Linked DNA regions of Mus musculus: region 1 is linked to region 2. The links are chromatin contacts, called in public HiChIP or PLAC-seq maps. All regions are on one chromosome and are shown on one strand. The core of a region is the stretch at or near the end of the contact, and the rest is flanking DNA. Distances in the headings are between cores, read along the strand shown. Region 1 overlaps Hmcn2 (hemicentin 2). Region 2 overlaps Gpr107 (G protein-coupled receptor 107).

Region 1 (2,703 bases), core at 179-2,678, 170 kb after region 2:
AAATGTGACGGATAAAAATATCCTGAACAAAATGATAACACGTGAGAATGAACGCAGTTAGAACCGGTCTTAAAAGAACTGGAGGAACTTGTCGGGAAATCTAGAGCCTGCTGAGGGCAGCATGTCAGGAGAAGCAGGAGCAGGTCTTGGGGAGCATCAAATTCCTTCAAATGACAATTACAACTGAACTGGAAAGAAAACAAAATTCTGAGCAAAATCACAGTCAATTTTGAGAAGATTTTAATTTTTATTGTGTTATTCAAGTCTTTATTATTATTTTAATTAATTAATTTTTGTGGCAGAATCTTACTATGTAGAAATGGTTGCCCTGGAATTTGCTATGTAGACCAGGTTGGCCTCGAACTCACAGAGATCTACTTGCCTCCACCTCCTAAGCTCTAGTGTGGATCACCTGGCTTTTATTTTTCTCTCTCTCCAGACAGAGAGAGAGAGAGAGGGAGGGAGGCTATGGGACTCAAGTGCTACTTGATCATGGGGAAGGAAAGATCTGGGAAGAGTCCTTACCCAGAGGATGAGAGATTGTTACAGATGAAGTCTGAGGCCCAGCTCCAGGCCTGACTATTCCCACTGGGACCAACAGGGCCAGACAAGGGGCCAGCGAAGCACCTGGACTGTTTAACACTGCATGCCCTACACATACCCCAGAGACTTCACTTCCATGCAGAGAAGATGCTCCCCCTGTAGAGGGGTGAGCCTGGGCCAGGCTTCTGGGACTCACACGCAGGAGGGTGGCTGAGGGGAGTCAAGGTCACAGGCTTAATCGTTCCCACGGCCAGCATGCCCAGCTTTTAGGGGCTGCACGCTACATCTGCCCAGCTGTTTGGCAAATGTCCTTCTTCAGTCACGAACCTCCCTCCCCTCCAGGAGCAATGAGGCCCAGGGAATGAGCACAGAGCATCTGCAGCCTCCAGCTTGGTTGACAGCTTGGAGCTGGGGTCAGAATGACCTAAATTCCAGCTCCATCTCTACTGATCCCTGCTCGTAATTCCTTGGTCAGGTCGCTTTGTCTCCCTGTCTTACACGCGTTCGCGACCGGCCAGGAAAGACGCAGCAAACCAGAATCTTCTGCGGCAAAACTTTATTGCTTACATCTTCAGGAGCAAGAGTGCAAGAGAGAGAATGGCGAAACCCCGTCCCTTTTAAAGGAGAATTATCCTCCGCCTAGGAAGTGTCACTCCCTGATTGGCTGCAGCCCGTCGGCCGAGTTGTCGTCACGGGGAAGGCAGAGCACATGGAGTGAAGAACTACCCTTGGCACATGCGCAGATTATTTGTTTACCACTTAGAACACAGGATGTCAGCGCCATCTTGCAACGGCGAATGTGAGGGCGGCTTCCCACATCCCTGGACTCCATAGTAGACTTTATTGTGCTAGGGGTGTGACTCAGTGGCTTTCCCAGCACGCACAAAGCCTGGGGTTCCACCCAGCACTGCAAAGACTGAGTGAGATGGTGCTCACCTGTATTCTAGCAACTCAGGAAGTGGAAACTGCAAGTTCAAGAGTTCAAGGTCATCCTTAGCTATATAAAGAGTTCTAGGGTGGCCTGGGCTACATGAGACTTTGTCTAAAAAAAAAAAAAATCCCACCTCTGACAACAATAGACCTATGCCTGTCAACACCATTGCTGTGGCCTGTATCCCACCCCAAAGCTAAGTTATGGAAACTTTAGATCTCCCATGTGGTAATTTGGAGCCAAGGGAAGGGGTTTAGGTCATGAGATGGCACCCTCAGGAACCAGTTGATGGTGTTCATTTGTCATCCCCCTCACCTCTGACTGAGTTAGTTCTCCTGAGATGCCCCCCAAGCCCCTTGCCCCAGAGTGCTCGATTCCCTTCTGCCCTATGATGTTCCTAGAGTCCCCAGTAGATGCTGCAGTACAGTCTTGGACCCATTAGCCTCCAGGACTGTGAGCAGAAATAAACCTTTCCTCTTGATAAATTAGCTAGTGTCGAGTATTCTATGACAGCAGCAGAAAAAAACAAACTAACACAAACCAGCACTTGCGGCCACAGCTGGAGACAGACACACTGTGTCGGGAAGGGCTCACACAGTCACACAAGCAGAGCCACTGGGATTTTTCTTGTTGTTCAGAGCCAGCCGTTCCAGACAAGAGAAACTAGGAAGAAGAAGAGAGCCAGTAATCTCTCCTATGGGTAAACTCCCACAGAGACAAGCCTGCTGTCCTGCTCTGCTGGGAGCTGGGTGTGAGAGGCGCTAGCCTACCAGTGAGGGCATGGGCAGTCATCACTGAAGACAACAAGCATCTCTGAGTCCTCAAACAGTTGATGGGTGATCCCTGAGCACTCAGACCCTTCCTAGTGTCATAGGAGCTGATATTGCTCTGGGATTGAGGACCAGGAAAGGCAGTGACCTGTCTACCAAGATGTATGCGTATGTATGGGACCAGAGGAGGTCAGACAAGAAGGTAGCTGCTTTGGGGTGACATGGTCTCCCAGAGGCACCTCCCTCTCACAGGACGGACTTTCCCAGGATCTGGGTGGTGAGAGGCTGAGCCTTAGACATTGGGTTCAGGGAGCTCACCCTCCAACCCAGGACTGCCAAGATTATCCTAACCATGTTCGAATAAACCATGGGGTGGCTCATAACTGTAATTCCAGCTTTAGGGGATCTGATGTCCTATTAGGCTTCTGCAGGCACTTAAACAGGTGGCAAACATATGTA
Region 2 (2,700 bases), core at 130-2,629:
GTCTGCTTCTCTGGTCCAAGCCAGCACTTACCTGTCTGGGCCTGTTTCTTCCACAGTAGCCTGAGCAGAGCAGCACCCGCCTTGTAGAGTTGTAGGGAGGCAGCTCCCTGTTGCAGAGCACTCCTTAGAGCCCTGCTGGGTCCTGTGCAGGAGGTGGCCAGTGCATCCTCTCTGTTGCTGGTGTCTGGCAGGGTCAGCCTTGGGATGCTCTGGCAGACCCTCTCTGTCCCCACATGAGGATGTACTGTCCCATTGTCAGGGAGCTTGGCTGCCATTTCCAGGAGAGTAGCAGGGAGAGGGCAGGAATACTGAGCTGCCACCCAACTTCTCATCCTCTTGAGCTCCTGATCCTCCTGCCACTGTCTGCCAAGTGCTGGGGTGTGCTACAGGTGTGTACTACAGGTGTGCTACAGGTGTGCACTACAGGTGTGCGCTACAGGTGTGCTGCTGTGTCAGGTGCATGGTGCTCCTCATAGAGCCTCAGTGAGGCTTTGTTTAAAGATGAGGTCTCACTGTGTAACCCTAGCTGTTCTAGGCTTGAACTCACAAAGACCCACCTGCCTCTGCCTCTCATGTGTGTCTGCTGTAAACTTCCTACATGTTGGACAGAGTAGAAGACTTATACTCTGAAAATGGAAGTTTGGGACCAGTGAGATGGCTCAGCAGTGAAAGCCTGATGACCTGGGCCCCCCATGCTGGAAGGGGGGACTGGACTCCTACAAGTTGTCTTCTGACTTTTTCTTTGTACTGTGACATGTGCATACACACACAAGTAAATAAACAAAATACAAGAAAAAAGTAAAATCCGTATGTGCTGAACATAAATGTACAACTCAGGTTATTTCCCCAATGTAAACACACTGTAGCCAGCAGGAAACAATTATTAGTGCTTTTACAGTTTTCTCAAGCCTTGCCTTTCCCTCAAGTGACTGGAAAGTCCCTTTCTCTGAGGAGCAGTCACCGTCCCCTCCAAATCCTGTCGTGTGTGTGTGTGTGTGTGTGTGTGTGTGTGTGTGTGTGTATTGTGAGTGGGCTTGCTTTGCTCTGCAGATTGCTTCTCTGTGGGAGTGTGGGTTTGCCTCAGTCTCCTGTCACTGGGAAGTGAGAGGCAGCACACTGCTCCAAATGCCTAGCTGAACTCTGCAGTAAAGGAAATTCCCAGAGGACCAAAAAAGGGAAGAGGGAGTTGAAAACACTGGCTGGAGCGGGGAGGGGAGGAAGCGAGTGCCATTCTGAGATATTGCAGGAGTCTGGAGAGAGTTTGTATTAGACCGTTGCTGAAGGCCAGTGCTCCAACCCTCAGACCTAGCTGGGATGGGGAGCCAGAGTCAGCCAGGGAATAAGACCCTCCTGGTGGCAGCTTTCCAGGGCATTGTCTCTTGGCCTTGTGGGTGGGGCTTATCCTAGTCCCTCAGAAGGTCCCATTGACAGCCCCTGAGGCCTGGAAACTTGTAGCTATAGGCGAGGGTCCCATCAACAGCTGCTATTGTTTGGGTAGCTCCAGCATTATGAGTAAAGAGCCACCTTGTCACAGGCAGTTCATGTAGTCTCAGTAATGTCACATGTCAGGACGAAGCTGTGTTAGAAGGCTTTGCTGATATCTTGTCCTGGTCCTGAAATGTGTTGTCCTGCATCAGTTGAGACATGGAGCAGGCAGGGGTTGGGCATGTTTCTCTGTGGGCTGAGGCTTGAGCACGCCCGGGATTCCCCCTGCTCAGTTGTCTGTCTCCACTTGACTTGTTCCTGGGAGGGCCTCTGCATTAGCTTCTGCCCTAAGGCCCAGCATACTGGTTATCACTTAGGGTCAAGTGACAAAAGTCTGGGAGGAGCTGAGGGCAGCAGGGCGCTTGTACTTACTTCAACACTCCCCTCCCCTGCCAGAATTGGTTTCTTTTATACATTACAAAATTTTGGGGGTGGGGAGTATTTTTTTAAAGATTTATTTATTTTATGTATTTTATATACACTGTAGCTGTCTTCAGACATACCATAAGAAGGCATCAGATCCCATTACAGATGGTTGTGAGCCACCATGTGGTTGCGGGGAATTGAACTCAGGACCTCTGGAAGCGCAGTCAATGCTCTTAACCGCTGATCTATCTCTCCAGCCTCATAAATATTAAATTTTAAATTATTCTTAATTCTATGTAGGTGTATGTATCTGCATGTGGGTGTGTGCACATGAATGCAGGTGCTCACAGAAGCCAGAGGCAAAAGATCCCCTGGAGTTACAGATGGTTATGAGCCTCCTAATGTGGTTGATGGGAGATGGTTGACGGAAGAGCAGCAAGTGTTTTTAACTGAACTAGGTCCTAGCCTCCAGCCCCCTATGTTTTTTTGAGGGGCCGTTGTTTGTCTTTTTTTTTTTTTTTTTTTTGGTTTTTTTTTTGGTTTTTTGAGACAGGGTTTCTCTGCATAGCTCTGGCTGTCCTGGAACTCACTTTGTAGACCAGGCTGGCCTCGAACTCAGAAATCAGCCTGCCTCTGGGATTAAAGGCATGTGCCACCACTCCCGCTAGTCTTTCTTTTAAACAGGTTCTCACTATATACCCCTGGCTGGTCAGGAACTCAGTGTAAACCAGCCTGGCCTTGAACTCACCCTCCTGCCTCTGCCTCCTGGGTGGGTATTAAAGGTGTGCACCCTGTGACTTGGCCTCCTCTATAAAGTTTTGCCTACCAGAAGACAGGCACTCTTCTTTC

The links. HiChIP or PLAC-seq counts read pairs in DNA pulled down with a chosen protein or histone mark.
Region 1: an H3K27ac HiChIP or PLAC-seq map of embryonic stem cells shows a contact between it and region 2, with 19 read pairs. The contact joins two enhancer-like sites. A contact is called at or near these places in 1 of 115 datasets of contacts at active chromatin or transcription factors (embryonic stem cells) and 3 of 9 other capture datasets (adipose tissue, liver and pancreatic islet).

Annotation. Positions count from the first base shown.
Region 1 is chr2:31,329,028-31,331,730 of GRCm38.p6, forward strand. The region is part of intron 1 of Hmcn2 (hemicentin 2); the gene reads left to right. Among named protein-coding and RNA genes, the nearest start is that of Hmcn2, 16 kb to the left of the region's middle. Within about 2 kb of position 1,429, at least 4 of the 459 cell types and tissues checked have an H3K27ac peak or open chromatin away from gene starts, as enhancers often do. A contact at or near this core is called in embryonic stem cells, where this site is marked.
Region 2 is chr2:31,164,017-31,166,716 of GRCm38.p6, forward strand. All of the region lies in intron 1 of Gpr107 (G protein-coupled receptor 107), which reads left to right. Among named protein-coding and RNA genes, the nearest start is that of Gpr107, 13 kb to the left of the region's middle. Within about 2 kb of position 1,380, at least 107 of the 459 cell types and tissues checked have an H3K27ac peak or open chromatin away from gene starts, as enhancers often do. A contact at or near this core is called in embryonic stem cells, where this site is marked.